Linked DNA regions of Macaca mulatta: region 2 is linked to region 1. Evidence: chromatin contacts called from public Hi-C data. All regions are on one chromosome and are shown on one strand. Each heading gives the region's core, a stretch centred on a gene start, on an enhancer-like site or on the middle of the called end of the contact. The rest is flanking DNA. Distances are from core to core; before and after follow the strand shown.

Evidence for each region. Hi-C and Micro-C count contacts between places; a contact is called where the count stands out from the background.
Region 2: a contact with region 1 is called in a Hi-C map of blood, with 5 times the contacts expected there. The contact joins the promoter of PRPF4 here to the promoter of ALAD in region 1. A contact is called at or near these places in 2 of 14 Hi-C or Micro-C datasets (blood and fetal cortex germinal zone).

Annotation. Positions count from the first base shown.
Region 1 is chr15:44,914,456-44,917,194 of T2T-MMU8v2.0, reverse strand. ALAD (aminolevulinate dehydratase) reads right to left here and starts at 1,424. Exons shown (of 13, transcript XR_013405641.1): 1 at 1,352-1,424.
Region 2 is chr15:45,037,979-45,040,678 of T2T-MMU8v2.0, reverse strand. It overlaps PRPF4 (pre-mRNA splicing tri-snRNP complex factor PRPF4), which reads left to right and starts at 1,255. Exons shown (of 14, transcript NM_001261569.1): 1 at 1,255-1,334; 2 at 2,102-2,279. The coding sequence starts at 1,308. It also overlaps a transcript of CDC26 not described here.

The DNA of each region.
Region 1 (2,739 bases), core at 175-2,674:
GTGGCCAGAACTGAGAAATCCAAAGCCCCACAAAGGCCCAGGAGAGTGGCTGTCAAGCAGTTCTCAAAAGGGACGAAGTGTTCATTTAGCCAACCCACACTTCCTGAATATCTACTATGGGCCTGCTGAAGTGCTAGACACAGGGATTAAAGCGAAGAATGAGAACCCAGCCTTGCCCTGGGGTTTTGAAGAGCCTGACCCTCTCTGGGGTTAGCCATCTGGACGTAGAAGGAGAAGCTGCCATTCCCAGAATCCTAGAATATCTTGGCTAAGAGGCTTCTTAAAGTTTGCTGATTGAAACAAGGGTGAAACTGGGCTCAGAGAGGGGTAGACACAGGTCCAGGATCAAGCAGTGGGTCAGCGGCAGATCTGGGGGAAGTCTCCAGCAGCCCGGTCCTCAGTGTCCACCATGACACCTCCATACTTTAAGGATAGATATCAAATCTGTTTCCCAGCATGTTGGGCTTGTGGAGAGCTTTGGGTGAACTGACTCTGGACCTGGTTGCTGTTGGTAGCAGGATGGTTAAGTGTGTGGGCTCTGGAGTCTGATAGATGTGGGTACAAATCCTAGTTCTGTAGCTTTCTAGTTGTGTGACCTCCGTTTCTTTGTTTAGTAATGGGGACTTGAACCGACCTCAGTGGGTTGTTGTAAGAAATGAATGGGTCAGGCCGGGCGTGGTGGCTCACGCCTGTAATCCCAGCACTTTGGGAGGCCGAGGCGGGCGAATCACCTGAGGTTGGAAGTTCGACACCAGCCTAACCAATAAGGAGAAACGCTGTCTCTACTAAAAATACAAAAATTAGCCGGCATGGTGGCACATGCCTGAAATCCCAGCTACTTGGCAGGCTGAGGCAGGAGAATCGCTTGAACCCGGGAGGCGGAGATTGCAGTGAGCCAAGATCGCGCCATTGCACTCCAGCCTGGGCAACAAGCGCGAAACTCCATCTCAAAATAAAATTTAAAAAAAGGGTCAATGCACGCAATGCTTAGTACAAAACGGCTGTTAGTGTTTTCACCTCCCTACCCGCCCCCCAACCACCAACCACCAACCACCACCCACACCTCGGGCTCTGCATCGATGGAGTCTGCCCCGGCGGTATCCGAGGGGCTAAACCCCAGAGAAGAGGCGCGGAGCCCCGAACCCGGGCCTCCAACCCCGGCTGCAGTGGGACAATCTAGACCAAACAATCTAGACCAAACGCTCCACGGGACTCCGTACACGGCTGCACCGCCAGGGCTTCAGGCGCACAGCACAATCTGGGGACGCGGGACTCTTGGTGCCACAGTCCCCGCCTCGCCCTGGAGCCGTCCTCCAAGTCCGCCATCTCCCCGCATGCAGCCCCCGCTCACCTGCCTCCCTAAGGCCTCCCGGTCGCTGCGCCTGTCACCGCTGTCTCCCGCTCCCGTCTCCCAGGGACCATGTGGGGGGCGGGGGGGCTCACCCGGAAGCAGCTCCCCCCACGGCCCGCCCCCCCACAATCCAGGCCACGCCCCCTGAAGGCTCTCTTCGAACGACTCCTCCGCTCCCGTCGCAGCCCCGCCCACACCCGCTGAGGCCTGGCCAATTGGGTGTGTCGAGTGCCTGGAGGGCCCGCCCCTCCCCGCTCCGGGTCCTGCGCTTGTGCAGCGAACCGCAGGAGGGAGGCCACGGGGGGCGCAGGAACCGCGTGGGAGGGTCCCTGGGTGTGAGCCCGAATCGGAGGCAGTTACAGCCCAGGGTTCACTTCACCGCACTCCTTTTCCCAGCCTAGGGCAAACTCGGCTCTGGTTAATGGCTTGGTGAAAGAATAATTGGATGTCAAAGCCGTTAAAACAGCACCATTATGCCTAACACAATATTAGCTAGTCCATTTTTGCGGACTAAGCTAAAGTTGTTGAGTTCAGCGCCAGACTTCTAAGGTTTCAGAGAAATTTTGTACCAGTGTCATTTATTTCTCAGGGTACGGCAATGCTATGAGTTGAGAGATGTGATATGAAAGACATGGGCATTAGGAAAACTCCAAGTCTTGATAGGAGCATCAGACCTACGATAGGTACAGTGATAGATCCGACCAAAGGTCTGTATGTGCTGAGGCAGGAGGGATCTGATGAGGCTTATGGGGGCTTGGGTAAACTAGTAGGATTGGATGGGTAAAATAGCGATCGGGGATCATCGCCCTAGCGAAGGAATGCCTTTCAAGTAGTTCTTCAGGGATTATTGAAAAGTTGACTTCGAAATGTAGAGGACACTAGTGGGTCACATTACACTTATTCTCAGATTTTATTTCTCAGCCCGATTCGGTGGCTCACGCCTGTAATCCCAGCACTCTGGGAGGCCAAGGCGGGCGGATCTCTTGAGGTCAGGAGTTCGAGACCAGCCTGACCAATATGGTGAAACCCCGTCTCTATTAAAGATACAAAAAATTAGCCGGGCGTGGTGGCAGGCTCCTGTAATCCCAGCTACTCGGGAGGCTGAGGCAGGAGAATCGCTTGAACCCGGGAGGCGGAGGTTGTAATGGGCTGAGATCATGCCACTGCATTCCAGCCTGGGTGACAGAGGGAGACTCTGTCTCAAAAAATTTTTTTTTTTATTTCTCAAAATCTGTACCCCAAACCTGTTGTATACTTTATAATTTTAAATTTAAGGGGCATAGCGGCCTAAGGCTAGGGAAATATGACACTGCTTAGTTTCCAGCTACTAGAGTTCTGATCTGTATTCAACAAGGAAGGAGGTAGAAAGGAAATAATGTTTGCTGTGC
Region 2 (2,700 bases), core at 6-2,505, 120 kb before region 1:
TACTAAATCAGGCATTATCTTCTACCAGATTCCAATGCAGACAAATGGTAGAGAAAGCCAAAGTTCCAAAGAGGGAAAGAGAGGGATAGGGATACCTAAAAGGAAAAAAAAGGTCTACTATACATTTTACCTTTTCTGCAAACTGCGAAAAACTGGCCACTACGGAGCAGTATAGAGTAGCAGTTAAAAGTGCTGGCTGTAGAGGTTAAAGGGCACAGGTTCTAATCCCACTGCGCCACTGATCTTGAACAATTAGTTTCATTTCTAACTAGGCCTTAGTTTCCTCATCTGTATCCTACTTTGCTGTTGTAGGAAGTGAATAACGTAATGCAGAGTAAGCTCTTGGAACATTACTTGGCATTTAATAAATGTTCAATAAATAACACCTATTATGGCTGTAATTTTTCTAGGGGGTTGGATGAGGATCTGGCCAGCTACGGAAACGTCAATATTTTGAGGATCTCCCACCGTCCACGTGGAGATAAAAACCTTATGCTGTTCGTCTCTAATACCCCAGCATCCAGCAGGGCAGAGAGACGTACAGTTCCCTGACACCCTCCTAACCATCATCTTACTCTCAATCTGATACAAAGACCAGGCTGAAGACAAATGAACAAAATCAGGCCGAAGCTCCTCCGCCGGGTCTTTATTTGACTTTGGCACCAGCGGGCTCTTCTAGCTTAATCTCTCGCTGCAGCCCAAATCCACCGCCGAGCCATCAAGCTCATAGGTGGCCCCTGGGAAGACTTCCGGACCATGGAAGAGAACAGTCCTCGTCCCCTAGCTCCAGGCCTGTACCTCGGATCCCAGGGTTTCTATGGTAACACGGTCCTCGGCTCCCAGAAGACGTAAACGCCCCCGTAGGCCCGGGGAGGCACAGCGGGCCCCGGAAGCCCTCGACTCGCTCCAGAGTTCAGCCCCGAGCCGCGCGAGTCGACTTACCTACCTCTTTTCAAGTCGGCTCAGCCCCTTCCCGGAACCTCGGCTCCCCTCCACGAAACTACTGCTACGCCAACTGGACTACACTTCCCAGACGGCTTGGAGCCTCTCTCTCAGCAGAACCTCGTCTTCCGCGAGCTTTTCTTGGAGGTTCTAGGAGGGATGCCCCTCAATGCCACGACGCCATTTCCTACTACGACTTCCATCATGCTCCGCGCCGCTCCGGGCGCAGCGACGGCTCTTGGCCCATGTCCTGTTTGCGACACACTTCCGGTCAGTGACGCACTTCCGCTCTGCTGGGCGCGCGGTGGAAGGTCTGAAACGGAGAGCTTGGATTTCGCTGGGGCCTCGCGGCTCCAGAGCCCAGCATGGCTTCCTCGCGAACCTCCTCCACGGTACAGAGCCCGGGATCGCAACTCACTCTGGCAGGGAGCGCGGAGGGGGAAGAGGATCTCTGCGGGAAGGGGCCGTTAGGGAGCGAGAGAAGGCGGTGGAGGGCTGAGGAGGAAGGCTGCGGGACTCAGTGGTCTTCTACACAGCGGACCACCGTTTTCCTGACCCCTAAGCGCTTTCGTGGACTGTAGCTTATTTGCACCTCTCCCACTACAGCCCCAAAGGGCAAACATCTCTTCCGACTCATCCAGTAACGGTGCTCTGAAATAGGGAAGTGTCTTGGCCAAGGTTTATGCGTTTGGCAGATCTCAAAATTTTAATGAGACCTACTAACTTCTACCTCACGTCTAGAAACGTTTGAAATGTATACACTCGTAATGTTGTAACTTGTTATCCTTTAGCACCGCGTTGGTTATTTCATCTATCCTTAATATTTCCCCAGTGATGAGCAGTAATCTTGGATACATCGTAAAACACGAGATTCCACGTTTCCAGCAGAATAAAGTAAACAGATTCCAGAGCAAACCTTTCATATGAAAATACTCGAGAGAACCTCACTAGTTTTATCAATCCCGTCAGCTAAAGTGAGGGACTGAAACACCCTCCCCTTCACCTCAAATCGATGAAGAACATCTTAAGTAGTGTCCAATTTGTCCTTTCAATTATGAAGGAAATAGGACTGTGAAACTCAGGGCGAGCTTCATCCTCGGGAAATCCGGTAAATTGCCAAGATTAAACCTCAATTTAATCCAGATTTTTGATTTGGCAGGCAACCAAAACTAAAACACCCGATGACTTAGTTGCTCCGGTTGTGAAGAAACCACACATCTATTATGGAAGTTTGGAAGAGAAGGAGAGGGAGCGTCTGGCCAAAGGAGAGTCTGGGATTTTGGGGAAAGAAGGACTTAAAGCAGGGATCGAAGCTGGAAATATTAATATAACCTCTGGTAAGATGCAAATTGTGAACCCATCTTTACCTCTTTGTGTAATGAATACTTTCCTAAACTTGAATATCATCAGTTTTATAATGTCAAAAAATTTAAGTTCTTTTGTTTTAGACGGAGTCTCGCTCTGTCACCAGGCTGGAGTGCAGTGGCGCGATGTCTGCTCACTGCAACCCCCGCCTCCTGGGTTCAGGCAGTTCTCCTTCAGCCTCCGGAGTAGCCGGGATAACAGGCGCACACCAACAAGCCCAACTAATTTTTGTATTTTTAGTAGAGACGGGGTTTCATCATGTTGGTCAAACTCCTGACCTTGTGATCCCTCCCCCTCGTCCTCCCAAAGTGCTGGGATTACAAGCGTGAGCCACTGCGCCTGGCAGAATTTCAATTCTTAAACTTGCATCTATAAGGCTGTATTTTGCCTACC